Linked DNA regions of Mus musculus: region 2 is linked to region 1. The links are chromatin contacts, called in public Micro-C maps. All regions are on one chromosome and are shown on one strand. Each heading gives the region's core, a stretch centred on a gene start, on an enhancer-like site or on the middle of the called end of the contact. The rest is flanking DNA. Distances are from core to core; before and after follow the strand shown.

Evidence for each region. A called contact is a pair of places that touch in the nucleus more often than the background predicts.
Region 2: a contact with region 1 is called in a Micro-C map of embryonic stem cells, with 2.2 times the contacts expected there. The contact joins the promoter of Slc22a3 here to the enhancer-like site in region 1. A contact is called at or near these places in 1 of 39 promoter capture datasets (stem cell-derived epiblast-like cells) and 1 of 484 Hi-C or Micro-C datasets (embryonic stem cells).

Annotation. Positions count from the first base shown.
Region 1 is chr17:12,104,135-12,107,866 of GRCm38.p6, forward strand. No RefSeq gene overlaps it. Among named protein-coding and RNA genes, the nearest start is that of Agpat4, 13 kb to the right of the region's middle. Within about 2 kb of position 2,302, at least 5 of the 459 cell types and tissues checked have an H3K27ac peak or open chromatin away from gene starts, as enhancers often do. A contact at or near this core is called in embryonic stem cells, where this site is marked.
Region 2 is chr17:12,505,733-12,509,527 of GRCm38.p6, forward strand. It overlaps Slc22a3 (solute carrier family 22 (organic cation transporter), member 3), which reads right to left and starts at 1,972. Exons shown (of 11, transcript NM_011395.2): 1 at 1,179-1,972. The coding sequence starts at 1,592.

The sequences.
Region 1 (3,732 bases), core at 1,052-3,551:
TCTCACCCCCAATGTGGCCTGGCCAGGTCTACTGAATAAAAGGCCACGACTCCAGGTTAAATTTAAATTTCAGATACACGGCCCATTTTATAGTAAAAGCATGTCTCAAATATCACTCGGCCCCAAACATTTACCTGCCAACCAAGCAAACATGTGCTTCATTGAGAAGTAAATATTGCATCAAACAGCCTGCAGCTGGTAATTGTTTCTCGCTCATCTGACTGAAACCTAATTAGGTGTGCTGTGCCTCACCCATCAACCTTGAGGTTGCAGCTGCCAGTCCTGCTGACTCCACCAAGATGCATATCTCCAGCTTAGATCGCTCCTGCATCTCAGACTCCCGCCGCCCAGGCCCTGTCACCAGTCAGATAGTTATTAGGTGCTTAATCTCAAGGTGTCACAACAGTATTAACTGAAGACACAAACACTAAAGGAAAGGTCCTTACTGGGACTGAGGGAGGGAACAACGACAGGCGGGCATCTCAAGTCCAGAACAAAGAGAGAGAGACTGAATATGGCCAACAGACCAGATCTGGTCATGACTGAAGCTGAAGCAGATCGTAGGGAGAGCGAGAAGAGGTGGGGGAGACTGGTAGGGGTGGGAGTGAGGGGACACCAAGAGAGGAAGACCAAGAGGACTCGGGCAAAAGAGAGATGATAGCCAGAATATCAGGGCTCTAAAGAGAATGAGTAGCAAGGGGGAGGGACGCCCATGAGCTGCAGAAGTTTAGGGTAGGGGAGGAGGTGAGAAGGGCTGGGTACTCATGATACTGAGGGAGCCTGGAGGCCAGCATGCACTTTGGTGTGTTAATGGCACTACTGATAGCCACTTGTCCCTTCTGCCTCTGATCAGGGAGATGGCTTCTTTTGGTAGAGGGAAACTGGCTTCACAAGTTTCTGAAGAATGCGTTTGTTTGTTTGTTTGTTTGTTTTCCGTCTAACTGCCAGAATTTGGGGAAACAGTGATTCCTCTGAACCGGACAATACTCAGTCTTACCGTTCACAGGTGTCTTAGCTTGGGTTAATATCGCTGTGGTGAAACCAAAGCCACTTGGGGAAGAAAGGGTTTATTTGGCTTACCCATCCAAACCCCAGACCATTGAAGGAAGCCAGGCAGGAGCACAAACTAGGCAGGAACCTGGAGGCAGGCAGGAGCTGATGCAGAAGCCATGGAGGGGTGCTGCTTTCTGGCTTGCTCCACATGCCTTGCTCAGCCTGCTTCCTTATAGAACCCAGGACCACCAGCCCAGGGATGGCCCTGCTAACAGTGGAATGGGCCCTCCCTCATTGATGACTAAGTAAGAAAATGCCTTACATCTGGATCTCATGGAGGCATTCCCTTGATTGAGGCTCCCTCCTCTGAAATGACTATAGCTTGTGTCAAGTTGACATCAAACGAGCCAGCACATCCCAGATCTCTGCAGGGAGTGTCCTCCACTTGTGCCACCAAAAACCCTGGGGCTTTATTACCTTGTTGTTTTTTTGCTTGGTTTTGTCCATGCCACAAGTCCAGTGTCAGCCAGTCCTTTGGTCCCACCTAACCTGAGTCAGCAGGCTGTCTTCCCTGGCTGGATCACTGTGGTCAATTCTTGGCAATATCCATCAAACCTATCTTTAATAGGTCACTATTTACTAGAAGCTTGCCAGTGCTGCAGAAAATAATAATAATTAAAAATACTAAGCTAAGGAATGTGTCTTCATATTACAGAAAGGAGCCAAAGCAAGTGCCTGTGGGATAAAATTAAGCCACAGAATAGCCACAAAGAGTCTCTCAATAGATGCCTTATATTGCATGCCAATCACAGTCAGCCATGCTTCCTAAAATATGCTTCCTGAAACCCTTTGCATAAGTCAAAGTTAATATCAGTGCTGTTCCAGTGTACCCGAACAAACAGAAATTTACTTTCAAATGAGTTTTGGGCTTTAAGAGACTGAAGTCCCTTGTGTTGGAGGAGAGATCGAGAGTCTTCCTTTGAATAGCAGATAGAGAAGTTGGGGTATGTCCTTTTCTCTTTGGCTGTTTGTCTGCCACTGAGTATTTTGGATCAATCCTAGAGCCCCATATGTGTTAAGCAGCACTCTACAACCGAATTGCATCCCGTTACTTCCCCACCTCCCTTTACGATTTTTTTCTTTTTCTTCTAAAACAAAGTGAACATGGAAAGGGTCACAAATCTTAAGGGTACATAGGTCAGTTTGTTTCCCCTAAGGGAATAAATCCATATAGTAAGTGCTTGAAACGAGAAGTGGAATGTTACAGCACCTCCTGGGTCTGCTTTGTCCCCTCCCATCTGTCCTCTCCTGTACTTCCAAAGCAAAGCACTCGCCCATCCCTGACACCAGCTGTGAGCTATTCAGTGGAGCCATATGGCAGGTAGCTTTTTGTTTTTAAGTCAGAGTCTTTCTACATAGCCGTGGCTGTCCTAGAACTAACTATGTAGACCAGGCTGACCTCAAACTTAGTGAGATCCACCTGCCTCTGCCTACCAGCTGCTGGGACTAAAGCTATGCTCTTACCACACCCAGATGGAATTGGTTCCTAGCCTTTTTTTTTTTTTTTTTTTTTTTTTTGGCTTAAAAAATTACATGTGTGACATTCTTTCCTGTCGTTACACATAGCTGAGTTCCATTTGTTTCCATGACTGGATGATGTAGCATAGACATATCACAAGGTATTTGTTTATGTCTTCTGCTGTGCATGAGCGTCCAGCTGTTGGCTACCTCTACTCACCCTGTTCTGATGATTATCACACGTATTCTGATTCTCCCAGGCATGGGTTTCTTCTGGGTAGATGAGGCAAACGCTGTACCACCAGTGTCTTCAGTGTGCCTTCAGTGTTATTAAAACAGATTCCATGACTCTCCAAATAGATTAGGGTACTTCATCTCTCTGTCTCTGTCTCTGTCTCTGTCTGCCTTTCTGTCTGTTGTTTTCCTTTGTTGTTGTTTTGTTTTGTTCGAGACAGAGTCTCTCTATATTATGTATAGAACTCACCATGTAGACCAGGCTATTCTCCAACTCACAGAGCTAACACCTGCCTGTGACTTCTGAGGACTTGGATAGAAGGCATGGGCCATCACGCTTGGCCTGGCTATCCTTCTGTGCAGACTCTCTATCAACTGCTCTGTGGTCCCCGCCAGGCAAGTACGTTTCACCCATTGTTGAGCTGCCATTCTGATGGGTGCGTTCCTGTTGAAATTGACCATCTTGAATGTTTTTTCAGTTAGCTATTTCCTTCAGCAACATGCCTTTCCAAGAACCTCACATTATTTATGGAGTTGGCTTTTTCTTGTTTACTTGAAGGATGCTTAAATACCTTCTGGATAAGGGCTCTTAGTGACAAGTTTGTTCCTGGACTCTGCAGATCGCCTTGCGACTGTTGATGGCATCTTTTAGAAATCAAAACTTCTTCATTTGAAGGTAACTCAGTCTCTTGGTTTCTTTCCCTTCTTGAGTGAGTCCTGCTCAGGAAAATCTCTTCCTGAGGGTGATAAAGATAATGTCCCACTTTGTGTTCAAGTTGTCTTATTTTATCATTCACCTTTGGACTCCAACTACCTAGGAAGAATTTTTTGTACAATGTGAGGAGGGATGGTGTTTTATTTTTTCTGTGTGCTGATCAGCTGACTTGACACTGTTTACTTCTTTTTTTTTTTTTTTATTGACTCTTTCAATCTCTCTAAAGTGGTTCTCAACCTGTGGGTCTCAGCCCCGTTGGGGATCACTTGGCC
Region 2 (3,795 bases), core at 722-3,221, 400 kb after region 1:
TATTCTGATGTGTTCACACATATGTGTGCATGTGGAAGTCAGGGGCAATGTCTTATTTTTTGAGACAAGGACTTTGGGATTTTACTGAGTAGGCTACCACGCCCACATATGGCCTTACTAGAAAGAACCGCTTCACGGAGCTGTGTCCTTACAGAAGGGGCGTTTCTGCTCCTGATAGCATGTTTCCCTTGTTATCTAAACAGGTGTTTTGGACAAGAACTAAGTTAGAGACAAACGAGTTTCTTTCTCCATTTACCTGAGTACACTCAGTCATCTTACAAAGGTTAAGTAGAGCTATGACGATAGGTAAAACTCAGCCAAATGGTTCCTCTGTGGACCAGGTGCCTCTGAAAGCAGTTTCTGAACTGACTTAAAAAGTGAAAGCTCACAGCCTCACCACTCACCGTGTGGGAGGATGCAGAATCAGTTAGGGTCTGAGTGAGGGAGATCCCCCAAGAGCACAGGGATTGCCCACCCCCGCCTCCTCTTCTCCTCCCCTCCAACCCCCAGGCTCCAGCAGCCACCAGAGTAAACGGGGGAAGATGCCCCCTCCTGCTGCCTTCCTATAATTTACTAGCAGGAAAAAACACAAACTCTTGACCAATATTATTCCAGCTTTCCTGACTTCTCTTAAATTGCTGCTCTTTGTCCCCAAAGCAGTTTTACCAAAATTATTGCCCGGGAGAGCCTCGACCTTTGTCCCCTACATGCCAGATAATCATTTGGACACTGGAAAGAAGTTGCACTGTCTTCAAGAATCCAAAGTCGATAACCCCCTCTCCTGTGCTCCCTGGAGAAAAGCCAACCCAGGCATGCCAATGTAGTCGAACCCCACCCGCCCGAAGGCAGAGAACTCCCCAGCCATAATCTCCAACCACTGTGCCAACATATCTCAGTGACAACCGTGGAGGCAGGTGCATACGAAGCTTCTCCAAGTTGGCTTCTAGGAAAGTTTTCCTTTTTACCTAAGGCCAGATCATCTCTTAGCCCGCTCCTTAGGACAGGGACATAAATAAAGGCTTTCCCAGGATTTGCAAGGCAGCACTTGAAATCATGGTCCCCAAAGGTGGTGGGGTCTCTAAGTCATGAAGACTCCAGGGACCTAGTCTCCAGACCTTTGTCACTACCTTCTTAACACTGGCTGTATGACAGGAGATGGTGCACAGAGTCAGGCTTACCTGGCTGACGATGGTAGAGTGGGTCTCCACATAGCGCCAGTCACCGCTGCAGGACACCAGAGGCGCGGAGCGGTTGGGGAAGGCAGTGAGTGGGTCGCAGCTGAGCTCTGAGCTGGTATTAGTGGCTTCCAGCAGGTAGCGGTGGCAGTGGCCTTGGCCGCGGCGCTCAGCTGGGACGTGGAGCTCCGGTGTGGTGAGGTTCCACTCCTCCTCGGGGCTCCAGGCGCAGCGCTCGGCCAGCGCGGTGGCGCGCGGCCCGCGACACCAATAGTAGTCGGGCTGGCTGCCCAGGAAGACCACACCGACGAAGAGGAAGGCGAAGGTGACACCCGTCAGGCACAGCAGCAGGAACACGCGCCGCTGGAAGCGCCCGAACTCGCCCGCCTTCCTCAGTGCCTGGTCGAACGTGGGCATGGTGCGCCCTGCTACCCTGCGCCCTGTCGCTGCTGCCCGGCCTGAGAGTGACCCGCGGGCGCCGCCGCCCGTAGCTCTGCACCCGCCGCCCCCGCCTCGCTCGCTTGCTCGCCCTGGCAGCCCGCCCCGGGCTGCTCCTCCCGTTCCAAGCTCCCGGCCTCCTGCCCGTGCGCGCCCGGGACCGGAGTAAACCCGGAGAGCGGATTGGGGTGGTTTCACAGTAGTGTCACTGTGCACCAAGGGCCCTGACCTGTAGCCTGCCCTAAAGGGACACCCCAAGTCAGAGTTCACTGAGTTCCAGGATCACCCAGACTCGCTGGACTCAGGACTCTGAAGACTCCAGGAATAGCCTCCAGTACTCTTAGGCTGCAGGGGCCCAAGCCACTGTGCTCTCAAAGTGACAGTCAGCTAGCTCCAGGAACAGAGTTTCATACCTGCACCTGCACCTGCACCTGCGTCATCACATTCCTCCAGCTCCGGGTGGGATGATGGCGAAATAGCAGAGACAGACTGTTACAATGGGACAGAGGGACAGCCCACAGGGCTAAAAGATTTGCTTAGTCCCAAAGTTCAAAAGGAGAAGTCAAGTCAAAGTCCTTTGCATATCCCCGCATCCAGACTCTCCGGAAAACAGCGGTGCTTAGTTGGTTTGAATTCATCATCATAGTGTCTTCCTTGCTCCTCAAAAATCTACAGAGCCTATAGCATGTGTGGTCCCTATCGTTTGGCACAGCCGGTTCCCAATCAGCTGCCAGGTTGCAGAGCAACCTGTGATAGCGCGCTCTACATGCGGATTCTAATTTCTCCACCCCGCTCTTCTTCCGGTCCTCACCTCCTGCCATCGGCCACCCTTGGCTAACTCTCTCAAGGGATCCAGAGGGCTCAGATTTAGTCCCCTTCCCCACAGCAAGAATGCTAGAGCCAGGCTGCCTTGCTCCAGCATCTCTCACCCTTACTACTCGGGATGCTGAGAAACCTAACTGGCCAGCCCCAGTTTTTCCATCTTTTAAATAAGTCTAATAACACACCTACTTCATAGGGTCTCTGTGAAGACTAAATGGATTGGCAAGAGGAATAGTACCAGAAAAGTAGTCAGGGTTTCATTCAATAATCGTCACCACAGATGCTCTTTGCCACTGAGCAACCATGGGTGGGCCCAAGAACTGCCAAAACCATACAGCTTAAGACAGCCATCTCTCTCTACCTCTCCTCCGACACCCCCCCACACACACACACACGCATGCGTGTACACGCACAAACCACCTACTCCTCACTCACTGTGTTCTGAATCTGCATATCTCACACGCCCCTCTGGTCCTGTTTGTAACTGCCTGCTGAATCCCCAGCCTGGGTCTCCCCTCTCCAGCCCACCTCCTCCTCCTGAGCTGGCTTTTGGTACAAGCACATCCTGCCCGCCCCAGACTCAGAATCTCAGTGGCATTCCAGTACCCCTTTAATCCTAGTATCACCTGGGAAGTTCGGTGATACCCAACCCCCTTCCCTATACAAGCACATCCCCAGCTCCCCTTGTCTTAAAAGCCAAGCTAATCCCAGCTAATCCCTAACAGATTCACCTGCTCACTTGTTCACCTCAACTGTGCCGCCCCCTGCCCCCCCCCCATCTTACGTTTCATGTAGTGAGGAGCATGTGCTCTGGGCCTTCACCTCTATACAAAGGCGGTGCACAGTAGGTGCTTAGCAAAAGTTTGTGTGGCAAGTTTGGGCTGCTTGTGATGTTCCACCGCTCTTACATCAGCCCTCAGTGCCCTCACCGAGGGCCAGATGCTCTAGGCACTGAGGCCTCTGCCCTCTGGGCCAGCCTATCTTGCTGGATGACTTTCCATGAGGCAGCTTGGACGTTTCACCTGATGGCTCCCTTTGATCTCCAAAGCAAGCTCTCATTGCTCAATGCTCTTCAAAGTCCTAGCCTACTTCTCTTTCTGTCCCCTGCTTACATTCTCTCTGTTTCTTGGGGACTTGTTGGATCTGGAGGACATTGTTTGTATATTTTTGTGCTTTGCTCATTGATAAACTTGTGTGATAACCCTGGCGTCATCTTCTTACTCTGTGGAGTAACATCTGATTTCTCTACCTGTGAGAAATCTCAATTTGGATGGAATAAAGTATACATTTTTCATAGTCCTGGTTTTTTGTGTCTTACCATAAAAATCATGTTTTAATAAGATGTTAAATGTTTTCCCAT